Regions from separate parts of the Gossypium arboreum genome. Here region 2 is linked to region 1. The links are chromatin contacts, called in public Hi-C maps. All regions are on one chromosome and are shown on one strand. The core of a region is the stretch at or near the end of the contact, and the rest is flanking DNA. Distances in the headings are between cores, read along the strand shown.

What was found. A called contact is a pair of places that touch in the nucleus more often than the background predicts.
Region 2: a Hi-C map of leaf shows a contact between it and region 1, with 4 times the contacts expected there. The contact joins the promoter of LOC108463420 here to the promoter of LOC108461883 in region 1. A contact is called at or near these places in 2 of 5 Hi-C or Micro-C datasets (both in leaf).

What each region holds. Positions count from the first base shown.
Region 1 is chr11:120,535,244-120,540,585 of ASM2569848v2, reverse strand. It overlaps LOC108461883 (E3 ubiquitin-protein ligase ATL6-like), which reads right to left and starts at 2,562. Exons shown (of 1, transcript XM_017761859.2): 1 at 1,150-2,562. The coding sequence starts at 2,536. The coding sequence ends at 1,283.
Region 2 is chr11:120,678,110-120,683,451 of ASM2569848v2, reverse strand. LOC108463420 (amidase 1) reads right to left here and starts at 2,591. Exons shown (of 9, transcript XM_017763362.2): 1 at 1,855-2,591; 2 at 1,549-1,701; 3 at 1,337-1,461; 4 at 1,132-1,257; 5 at 667-849; 6 at 254-401; 7 at 6-174. The coding sequence starts at 1,964. It overlaps LOC108461449 (nuclear transcription factor Y subunit C-9-like), which reads right to left and starts at 3,857. Exons shown (of 2, transcript XM_017761296.2): 1 at 3,060-3,857; 2 at 2,716-2,950. The coding sequence starts at 3,857. The coding sequence ends at 3,078.

The DNA of each region.
Region 1 (5,342 bases), core at 1,313-3,812:
GGTTCTAAATGCCAACTTGGATGTCTTACGGGGCAATCCAAATTAAATTTATTTAATTAAAAACCTATTTCCATCCCAGCGATTGGACATCCAAGTTGGCATTTAAAATTCATTTGTATTGCTACGTATGTAACAGAGTTTAATGGTAGAGCGACCACTTTGTAATAAAATGATAGGGTAAGTGACGAAAACGTAACATTTTAAACATAAGTGACTAAAATATAATCTGAAGCAAACAAAAGTGACTATTATTATAGTTTATCTCTATTTTTATGATGTTATCAATTAATTAAAATAGTTAACATTGCTCAAAATTTTTATTTAAAATATTGGTGTGGATTTTTTAAATAACTCTATTAAGAAAAAAAATCCATATCGGGATCATAAGTTGGAAAGCATATTTTTAAGAAAAAAGTATTTGAATATTTAAAAGTGTTAATTATAAGTAACTAACTATAAAAGGATTAAATCCATAATTTTACCTGAGTTTTTCATAGTCAGTCAAATTTTCTAGAAGTTGACTTTTTGTTGTTAAATTAAATTAAATTAATCGGTAATTTCAGCTTTTTCCTATTCAGCTCCAATTTTGCATTCATATTTTGACTCAATTGCTTTTACCCAACGTATTAATTAATGGTGATAAAAGGGGACATCCTTTGAACACTGCATTTAAGGTTAGATATGCTATTAATTAATTTCATAAAGAAAAGAGCAAATTACACAATGGTCACTAAACTTTCATAAATTTTCATTTTTTGCACTGAAAAAGAAGTTTGTAATAAGGGCACTATGATTAAGAAATGTTTTCATTTTGAGAAAAATAATTTATTGTGCATTCATTTGAGTCACCTGACTTTAATAATTTTTCATTTAGATCATATTTTTCTTTAAGAATTAACTTTTTTTAAAAAAATCTGTTTTTTTTGTGAATTGCAGAAATGAATAAATTTTTCTTTCAATAAAAATCCAGATAATTTATATATTTACCTAAAAGTTTAAGGCTTTGATTAGATTCTAATATAAAATCATATTTTTTATTAAGAAAATAAGGTAAATAAATAAAATATAAATTTAGAAACCTCATCTTCCTAATGACTTGGTCTGCCATATTTGTGATTTTTAATGTTTTATATGCCCTAGAAAACCAAATTGAAATCAATAAACCAAAATTTGATTAATAATAAAGAAATCATTTGCATAGACAATGTACATATCTACACAAAGCACGTGGCTTTTAAGTTACAATATAGCAATTGATAAATTATTAAGATAAATAAACCCTTTAAACCGGAGGACGGCTTGAGTTAGCCATTGCTCCAACCGGCAAATTACTTGAGGTCCCTTCACCATCATGCGCAGCGACTTTTAGTGATTTCACGGAAGATGCTCTATTAAAAAACGGTGGCGTCATACTAAAAACCCACCTGTCCGATTTGGCACCACGGTCCAGTTTCCCTCTATTACTCCCTCCATCTTCTGATGCTCGGTACCCTCGGCGTGAACTCCTTTCCCTGGGCAACACTAAGCTTGTCGCCCGATTCAACTTTCGGTTCATTAATTGTTTCCGAACATCAACTGGTAATCGTAAAGTGAATCGATCTGTATTCTCCCCCGGTTGGACCAAAGAATGTCCGGTCGAGTGAGATCGCAAGAAAGAAAGTTTACGTGGACGGCCAGATCTTGATCCACGTGTACGGTTCCTATTTAAAGTTACATTCAAATTATTCACTTCAACCTCCGAAGCCACTTGAGCCTCTACCTGACAATTAACAGCGTTGTTATTTATGCTCCTTTCTTCTTCCGGTTCTGAGTTACTGCCATTGTTCTGAGCCTCAAGGTCTAACTCGACGGCAGTGTTATTTAATGCAGTGAGTTGACTCACGGGGTCACCTGGTTGAGGAACGAGATTGGCTCTACAAACGGGGCAAGTGGTATGAGAAGCTAACCAAGCGTCGATACATTCAGGGTGGAAAACATGGTCGCATTTGGGTATCAAACGCAGCGTTTCGTCGTCTTCGAATTCGTTCAAGCAAACCGCGCACTCCAAAGCTCCCTTGCCGATCTTATGACCCTTAACTTCGGAGTAAACCATGATAGGGAAAGTTTCGATCACCGACGAGTCCAGCCCACGCGTGCCGCGCAATGAACGCCCGGCGACGGGGCGGATGCTCTGTCTGTTGGTGTACACGTCGGAACAATTCCGAATATAAATGGCGAAAAGACCCACGAAGAACAAAGCGGCGATCAAAACGACGATGATTACGGCCATGGAAGGGCTGAAACGAGCGTAATTTTCTTCGTCTTGGTTGAAGTTCTGTGCGAAGGAAGGCGGCGGGGAGAGGAGCAGGAAGAGCAAGAAGAAAAGCGAGAAGACTCCATGGTGGGTGGTGTACGACATGGTGAGGAAAGGAGCATTGGAGAGGGATGAGAGAGCGAGAGAAAAACAAGGCAGTGGGGTTTTAAATGAGAGGAAGAAGAAGAAGAAAAAGGGGTGGGTCCAATTCCAAATATGGAGTTGATTTCTACGGTGTTTCATTGAGGGCAGCCACAATGGAAGGGATGGCTGAGTCATTTGTTTGACGATGGAGGAAGCTTCCCAAGTAAAAGTAGACTTTTGCGATTTTCTTTTTTCAATAAAAATCCAGATAAATTTTTTTTTTTTACCATTTATTTTGAGTTGTTTTTAGTCGGTTCAAACTTCAAAGGCATCATGGCATTGGTTTCCAGTTAGATTCTAAGGAAGGCCGCAAGAAATTGCTGGGGTTAGGCCTTTTTTTTATAAAGCAAATTTGTGATTCTTTCGAATCTGATTTTAAAAAAGAAAAAAAGTAAAAATAATCATGCAAGCATATTTAAAAAGTTTCAAGGTAAGTCCAAATTAATGATTCTAAATATAAAGATTACCTTCCTTCTTCAAATCTAAAATTGAAAAAATTTTATTCATGAAAACAATCAACCTTTTACTAAAGTTTTAATATAAAAATAAACTTATCAACATCTTATTTTCAGTATCATGCTACATGTACATGGATTAGATTACTTAATTTAAAAGTTCGCTTAAAAAGTAAAAGAATTTAAGTAAAAATATAAGCTTGAACCGGTCATAACTCGGGCAAACTTTTTTTAGACCGTCTAGACTCGAATATTTTAAGCAAATCCAAATGGCTTACAAGAAAATTCAGAGTATAAATTGAAAAAGCAAGCCATAATATGAGGTTTTATACATTGAACAAGTCAAGTCACCCAACATTTTGATTTGACTGAAAAATAAATATTTTCTTTTTCTTCTTTTCTTTTCACATTTTAATAAATTTATTTATTTATTATCAAAATTCACATGAATTGAATGTTTTCAATTTCTCATTCTTTTTCTAAAAATTAGTGTATATAATCTAATAAAAATGGTTTGTCATTTCAACTTATTACACAATTTTCCTTATCCATATAATATAAAATAAAATCTACTGACACAAGATTGAAATTTTGAAACTTTATAAACATACAAAGAATAAATTTCAACAAATTGAAATAGAGAAATTAAATATGTAAGATCCAAGAAAAATGGTATAATTTCAACCGTAAAATAAATGTCAATATTGGTATTCATTATTATTCAGCCACTATTCGATTATTTGTTTGAGTCTTGATTCGTACACTATGTTGTTCGTACTTTGAGTTTGCATGTGAGGTATTCACATATCTTTCTATAGACAATAGGATGTGGGTTTGCACTACCATGTAGGTAAACTCATATCGTGCGAACCCATATCTAGAAAACACGTGTTAACCTTAGAGTAGAGTACGTGACGGCATACATGGGAACCTACTTACGAAATCACATTTATGAACAATAACTATATCATATAAATACATGATTTAATCTCTTTCGAAAGACACACACTCTGAAATACTCAACAAATATAAAAATAATATTTAAAAGTTCTAACCTATTTAAAATAATAAAATAATCTTTAGAGTTCAACCTAAACAAATAAATTATTCCATTAGAATATGAAGCAATTCATAAAATATGTTAAATCATGTAATTTTTTCAATTTAGCATTTGAAATTTCACTTTTCATATATGTTCTAAATTCTTAATAATATATATTACTACAAGTCAAGCAATCTAGAGAAGTTATAGTGTTTTGTATATAGGTGAATGCACCTATAAATTCACTCTAGGTATTAGATTAAAGGGTAAAATATAAAAATAGTTATTTTTGTTTGTTTCAGATTACATTTTAGTCATTTATGTTTGAAATATAATGTTTTAGTCATTTACATTATCGTTTTGTTACGAAGTGATCACTCTGTAGTTAAGCGCCGTTATCTCCTTAATGGCAATCCTACGAGGCAATCCAAATGTGTTTTAAATGCCAACTTGAATATTTAATTGAGACGATAATAGGTTTTTTAACTAAATAAATTTAATTCATTACACCTTGAACTGGAAAAGAAAAATTGTTCGTCTTATTTTTCTTTTAGTTTTCTTTTCCATTAGTTGGATATCTAAGTTGACATTTATAACTTATTTGGACTGCCATGTAGGATTGCTGTTAGGGAGATAACAAAGCTTAATGGTAGAGTGACTACTTCGTAGTTCGTAACAAGACGATAACATAAGTGATTAAAATATAAAATTTCAAACATAAATGACTAAAATGTAATCTAAGGCAAACAAAAAAGTGACTATTTTTGTAGCTTACCCAGGGGCAAAGCCTGAAAATTTTTTTAGGGGGCTTAAATGAAATTTTAATTTTTAATAGTTTATATCTTATCATTTTTAAAGGATTAAATTAAATTTTCATAATTTTAGGGCGGCCAAAGTGTAATTTTACCTTTACTAATTTAAAATTTTAAAAATTTCTAAAGAGCCAAAACAACCATTTTCCATGTTAGCGGGGTCGGAGCCCTTGCCAGCCCTTCTAGATTCGCCTCTGAGCTTACCCTAGATTAAATTAGTCCCTATATTATTAAATAGATCAAATGAAAATTAAATCATCATAGACATACCATTTATTGTTTAAAATTACATGAAAAATAATTTTTTCATTTATTATTGAACTCTAAACAAAATATTTTATCTACGGAATCATAAGAAGTTTTGAAAACATAATTCTATTAAACAATGAATGACATATTTTAAATAGTAAATGGAAACTCTATTCCATTTTAGCCTTATTTGTTTCGTTTTTATAATATATAAATTAAATTGATTAGTTTAATCCAGTCCTTATAATAAGACTTGCTAGTTACATTCACCTATATATAGCTTTAAATTGATTTTTAAAATCATTTTGTCTAATAGATTACACCAAAATCGAAAATTTATATTGGTA
Region 2 (5,342 bases), core at 1,342-3,841, 140 kb before region 1:
GTTACCCCTAGCAGGGCAGTAAGCGCAGCGCGTAATTCAGTCCTCACTGAGTGGCAGAAATCAATATTTTCTCCTGTTGCTTTAATGGCATCCCATATCCGCTCAGATATTCCTGGACCGAAATCCGGATTCACTTTGGTGACCCATTTGGCGTGGTAATTCTTAAATTCATACCTACAGGAAATAAGCTAAGTAACCAATGCTTAAATATCTTATCCTAAATTCATACTAAAAGTTTCAAGATGTTTAGCACCTCTGAAGTAATCTCATTGCACTTGAAAGGGCTGCTAAGGATGGTATATCATCCTCTTGGTCTTCATTTCCCTTATCCATGAAATGCTGCAAACTTGGTACTTTGTCCTTCACATGGTCTCCAAGTATTACATGCTTAACACATTGAGCTGCACTTTTAAGTAGACAAAATGAGAGCCAGCTTACTGACAAGCAACGCAATTTTCAGTACCAAAGCATAGTTGGTCCCAAATGCAAAGTACCATGAATCGGATGACATATTTATTGGGACAAAATCTATCTTAATATCAGATGCCTGAAAACAGACATTCAATTCTGGATGCCCTCAATGCCTAAAGGAAGTCCTTAAAGGACAAGCCTTCAAAGGAAGTCCTGTGAACAAAGTTTACAAAAGCCTAGTGTAGAATTACTTACCTCCAAAGAGCTTTTCAATTGACTTTACAAGAACTTGAGCTGTTCGGTCACTTGGAATAGTAGACAGCCGAAAACAATCTTCTGCAATAATGATCTGACTTGGTTTGATAGGATCAACGTCAGGTAAATGCAGAAGAACACGTCCAACGCGGTTTAAAATCATAGGATCACGAGCAAACCATCCTAAATGAGAAACTGGGGTCAAAATAGATATCAAATTAAGGCTCTACAAGTTATACGGTTCTGACTTAAAGTACAGATAAAAGTAGTTATTAATGTTGTCTGGTTACATTAAAAAGGGAACCTTATTATTATACAATATCAAAAGCTAAAATTTCCAAAAACATCCTTGTTAATATGTTTGATCCTTGAACTTGTGGCCTCTGAAATGTGTTTAAACGTTGCAGCATCATTGATGCATAATCAAGATTAGACAAAATTTCGGCTATCAGATTTATTTCTTACCCACAGTATCATAACTCTGTGACATCGGAAGAACTCCTACAGTAGAGACGGCACCGAGTGAAGGCCGAAATCCAAGAATTCCGCAATATGATGCAGGGACTCTTACACTAGCACCAGTGTCAGTTCCTGTGTTAGAGATAAATATTCATTCAGTTCAAGGAGGATACATAAAGAAAGGCATCTCATTCTGATTGGAAATACTCACCAAGGGAGAAATCTACCAGCTTTGCAGCTACTGCAACAGCAGAGCCACTGGAAGATCCTCCAGGCACCCTATCTGGTACACAAGGATTTGTGGGAGTGCCGTAATGTTTAGTTACTCCATACATACTGAATAAAGAAAAAAAAGTACACATATAACAAGTATTATGAAAAGAAAATATATATGCAGGCATAAAAATCTATCAAAATTGTGACCAGTAAGCCATTTCATCCATGACAGTTTTTCCAAGACAAGTTGCGCCTGCCGTTAAGAGGTCCATCACTGCTGGCGCTGTTGACGTGGCGGCTGAATGAGTCCTGGCCCAGTCAGGGTTTCCAAAGCCAGTGACATATCCCTCTATGTCAAATCTATTTCCAGTTTAGAATTTAAATAAATTAGACTCAAACACTGAGATAGAAGAACAGGAAAGAAAAGGTCCAATAATAAAACAGCCTAAAAATTTTAGAGCTCGCAAATACTAGACAAAATAAAGTATTAGATGGAGAAAGGGAGTGACAAACATGTCTTTAGCAGCAAACGTGAGGCCTCTCAAGGGGAGTTGGTGCTGTGAAGGGCTTAATTGGAGAGAAAACTTCTCCATGAAAGCTCCATAATCCAAGCTTTTTATCATGTCTGTGTTTAGTGTGTAGCACTAGTAAGTAGTATTAGTAACCTCGTTTATCTGTAAATTCTATTGTAAGCAGAGAATCCAGGTAAAGGCAAAACAGCGCTGTGACAAGTCTTATGTTGGGTTCCTTGTCAGTATCATTCTCGAAAGTAATGCAACTTCATGTCATGTCATGTCTAATGACTTTTCTCCCTTGCCACACCGCATGTAGAGATATTTTAAAAATTAGGATGTGCTATATGTCTTTTTGCAGTTGAAGATTCAGCAAAGATGACAATTGTTGAGAAAAATCAGTGGTCAGATATTGCTGAAAAATTGGATATTTTGGCAAGAACTGTGATGTTGGTGATTTAAGAGTCAGTGGATTATATAAACCAGAGATGGAAAATAATTGCAGTGCAATAAAGGTTTACACACCCCCTTCACTTTCGGTTTATTCAATGGTTGAAACGGGAGAATGAAGAAAAGAGACAAAAAATGTACCGTCCACAGTTGTAATGTCATATACCCAACAAACTTTTTGAGCCAGTTACAGGCCATTTGATCCAAGTTCAAACATTGGCGTTATATTTCGGTTACAAAGATGTATTTTCATTTTTGATTAAACCTGGACGGACAAAATCGAGTGATTTCATATTAATCTTGCTTAAATTCCACTTAATGAAAGTTTATCTAATGAAATAAACTTACGGAAAATTTTTGGATTCTTAAAAGGCAAGCACAATGGCTTTGATACTTGATGATGAAGGAAAGATTACCTCATACTGAAATTTCTACATATATAAATATATATTTATATTTACATCTCTATGTAATCACTCCAACTAGAATTGAGATAGAGAAAACAAAGGAAATGAAATGAAAATTGTTCAGAGTGATATTTACACAGTCTGATCTTTGAGCTAGAATCTTGACCATGCTTTTCAACAAGACAACGCCTCCTTATTCAGTCTCCGTACAACATTCTCGAGATGTCTCGAGAAGCATGTCTGTTACCAATTTGCAAAGTAAGCAAATGTAAGAATACATGAAAATGAAAGTTCCCATGGAATGAAACAGCAACTAAAGCAATTTACAACACTGCAACTGCCTTGTTACCTTCTACGAATAGAGCTGCTAATGATCAGAGGATGACTGCTGTGGCTCGGGACCTGGTGGTGGCCACATCTGCTGTGGCTGTGCCATGTACGGATGAGATTGCTGAGCATACAAAGCAGGGTCCATGACCGGCTTCCCCATAATCATGCCCGGAGTTCCAACTTGAGGTGCATGTTGGGCAGGCATGTAATAAGGAAGTGCATCAGCAGGTCCTCCGACGGGTACTGTTCCTCGTGGAATTGAAGCAAGAACTTCATCTTTCAAATCCTCCCTGGGAACTATGTCAACTAAGAAATCAAATATGTCAGTCCTAGTAATCGCCGCTGCGATGTCGTTCTTCTGAAGCGTCCTCCTTTTGTTCTCTTCTGTGTGATTCCACGAACGCAATGTCAATTCCAAGATGAACATCTCACATGCCCTGGCGAAAATGACAGGGGCTTCAGCTGATATCATTCGCACGTCTTCATCTGCTTTCATGATCTTCTTGATCCTGGCCAAAGGAAGACTATGGTTCTTGAAATCCGAAACTTTCTCAACTTCTTGATACTGATTTGCCCAAAATGTCTGAAGTTGTTGCTGAAGTTGCTGTTGCTGCTGCTGGTGAATTTGCTGATAAGCAAGTTGGTGTTGTGCAAGTTGAGCTCCTGTTGGCTGGCTGCTCGGTTGAATGCCTCCAACCGATCCTGAATTCGGGGCCCCAGTCACTTGGTTTGGATACGGGTTAGTGCCGTACGGCATTTGGGCTCCACCACCTATGATCCCCATTGCCGGGGGCTGTCCATGCCCCTGGTGATCCATTCTAATCTGCACGACTAAAACTTAAATGTATCTGCTCGAAATAAAACAGAACATTGTAGCAAAAAACTTCGGTTAGGCATTACATTTTTAGTTGCAGTCCTCTCAGACAAGATCAACTCTTTATAAGGAATATCAGAAAGGTAAGCAAACAAGTAAACACATCAAGGGAACTCGAAAACTGATTGATTTATACTCGGTTTCTTTCTTTGCGAATTGTATTTGAACATATAAATATAATCCATCATTTCCCCTTCCTCTAATATCTTGCTATGGAAGATCAAGTTCCATTAGAGATTCAAACAACACTGCTCAAGCTAATTGGCAAATAAATTACCATATAAACAACATAATATAAAAAAGAAAAACATAGGGCAAAATTTGTTGATCAATTTTCCATTTAAATAAAAGGCAGTAAAAATATGAACTTGTTCATGATTTACCTAAAAAAAAACTGTAAGAACCCAAATATGGTAATTAATCAGCAGCTTACTCAATCAAACAAATCCAATATATTTACAGCAATTAAACATAGAAGAAAAACCATGAAAAGTGAAGATCATTCAAATAACATACATCCCTAAAACAACCCAGATTATACGTATAAAAGAAAGTATAAAAGAAAAATAAAATAAAATAAAAAGCTTATACCTTTTGGAGAAAAAAATTGTACCTTTGAATAGGAAGATTGAGAACCACCTGAGACAAAATAAAAAGAAAAAGAGAAAAGATGTCAAAAGAGAAGAGAAGCTTCCAAGATCAAAACGGTAAATTTGGGTAAAACGCTTTTTAAGAGAATTTTAGCCGTAAGATGAGAAAAGATCTGATTATGGAAAATTTTTAGGGTTGAGAGAAATAAGAAAAGTTTGGAACTTTTATCGTACAAAAACTAACCTAAGATTGGAAACAACAAAAGCAGAGTTGTTTCAATTGATGTTGTGAGTATTTTCTCTGTTCAATTTTGACCCTATGATGTCAGAACCTACTTTTTATATTGCCTTCCCCCTTTCTTTTTCCTATTTTCGGTTTTGGGACCAGCTTGCCCTTTCCTTCAATTTACCAAAGATTTCTCTCACCAACATTTACTTGCAGAAAAAGTAAATTTTGATGTGATTGGTTCAAAGTTTGCAAATCAAACCCCTTCAAATAAAAAGTTTAAATATTATTACAAGAGAGATTTGCCTCCCAATTCTTATTCATGTTGAAAAGTAAGGTGACATGTGAGAAGATCACCTAGAAAATAACAATATGATTGCACTTCGAATTTGACATTTATGTTCATGAATATTTATATATGAATGTGAGGATTAATTTTTTAAAATAAACAAATTTAACAAAGAATGAAAATATCCGTTTTAAAATATACCCAACACTCACACTTGAATCAGAATAAGATATTCTTACTAACTTAATAGTTGTACACTTTAATCTAACAATGTTAGAACAAGTTTCAAAGTTCATCTGACCAGCAGGAGTGGAGCTTTTTTT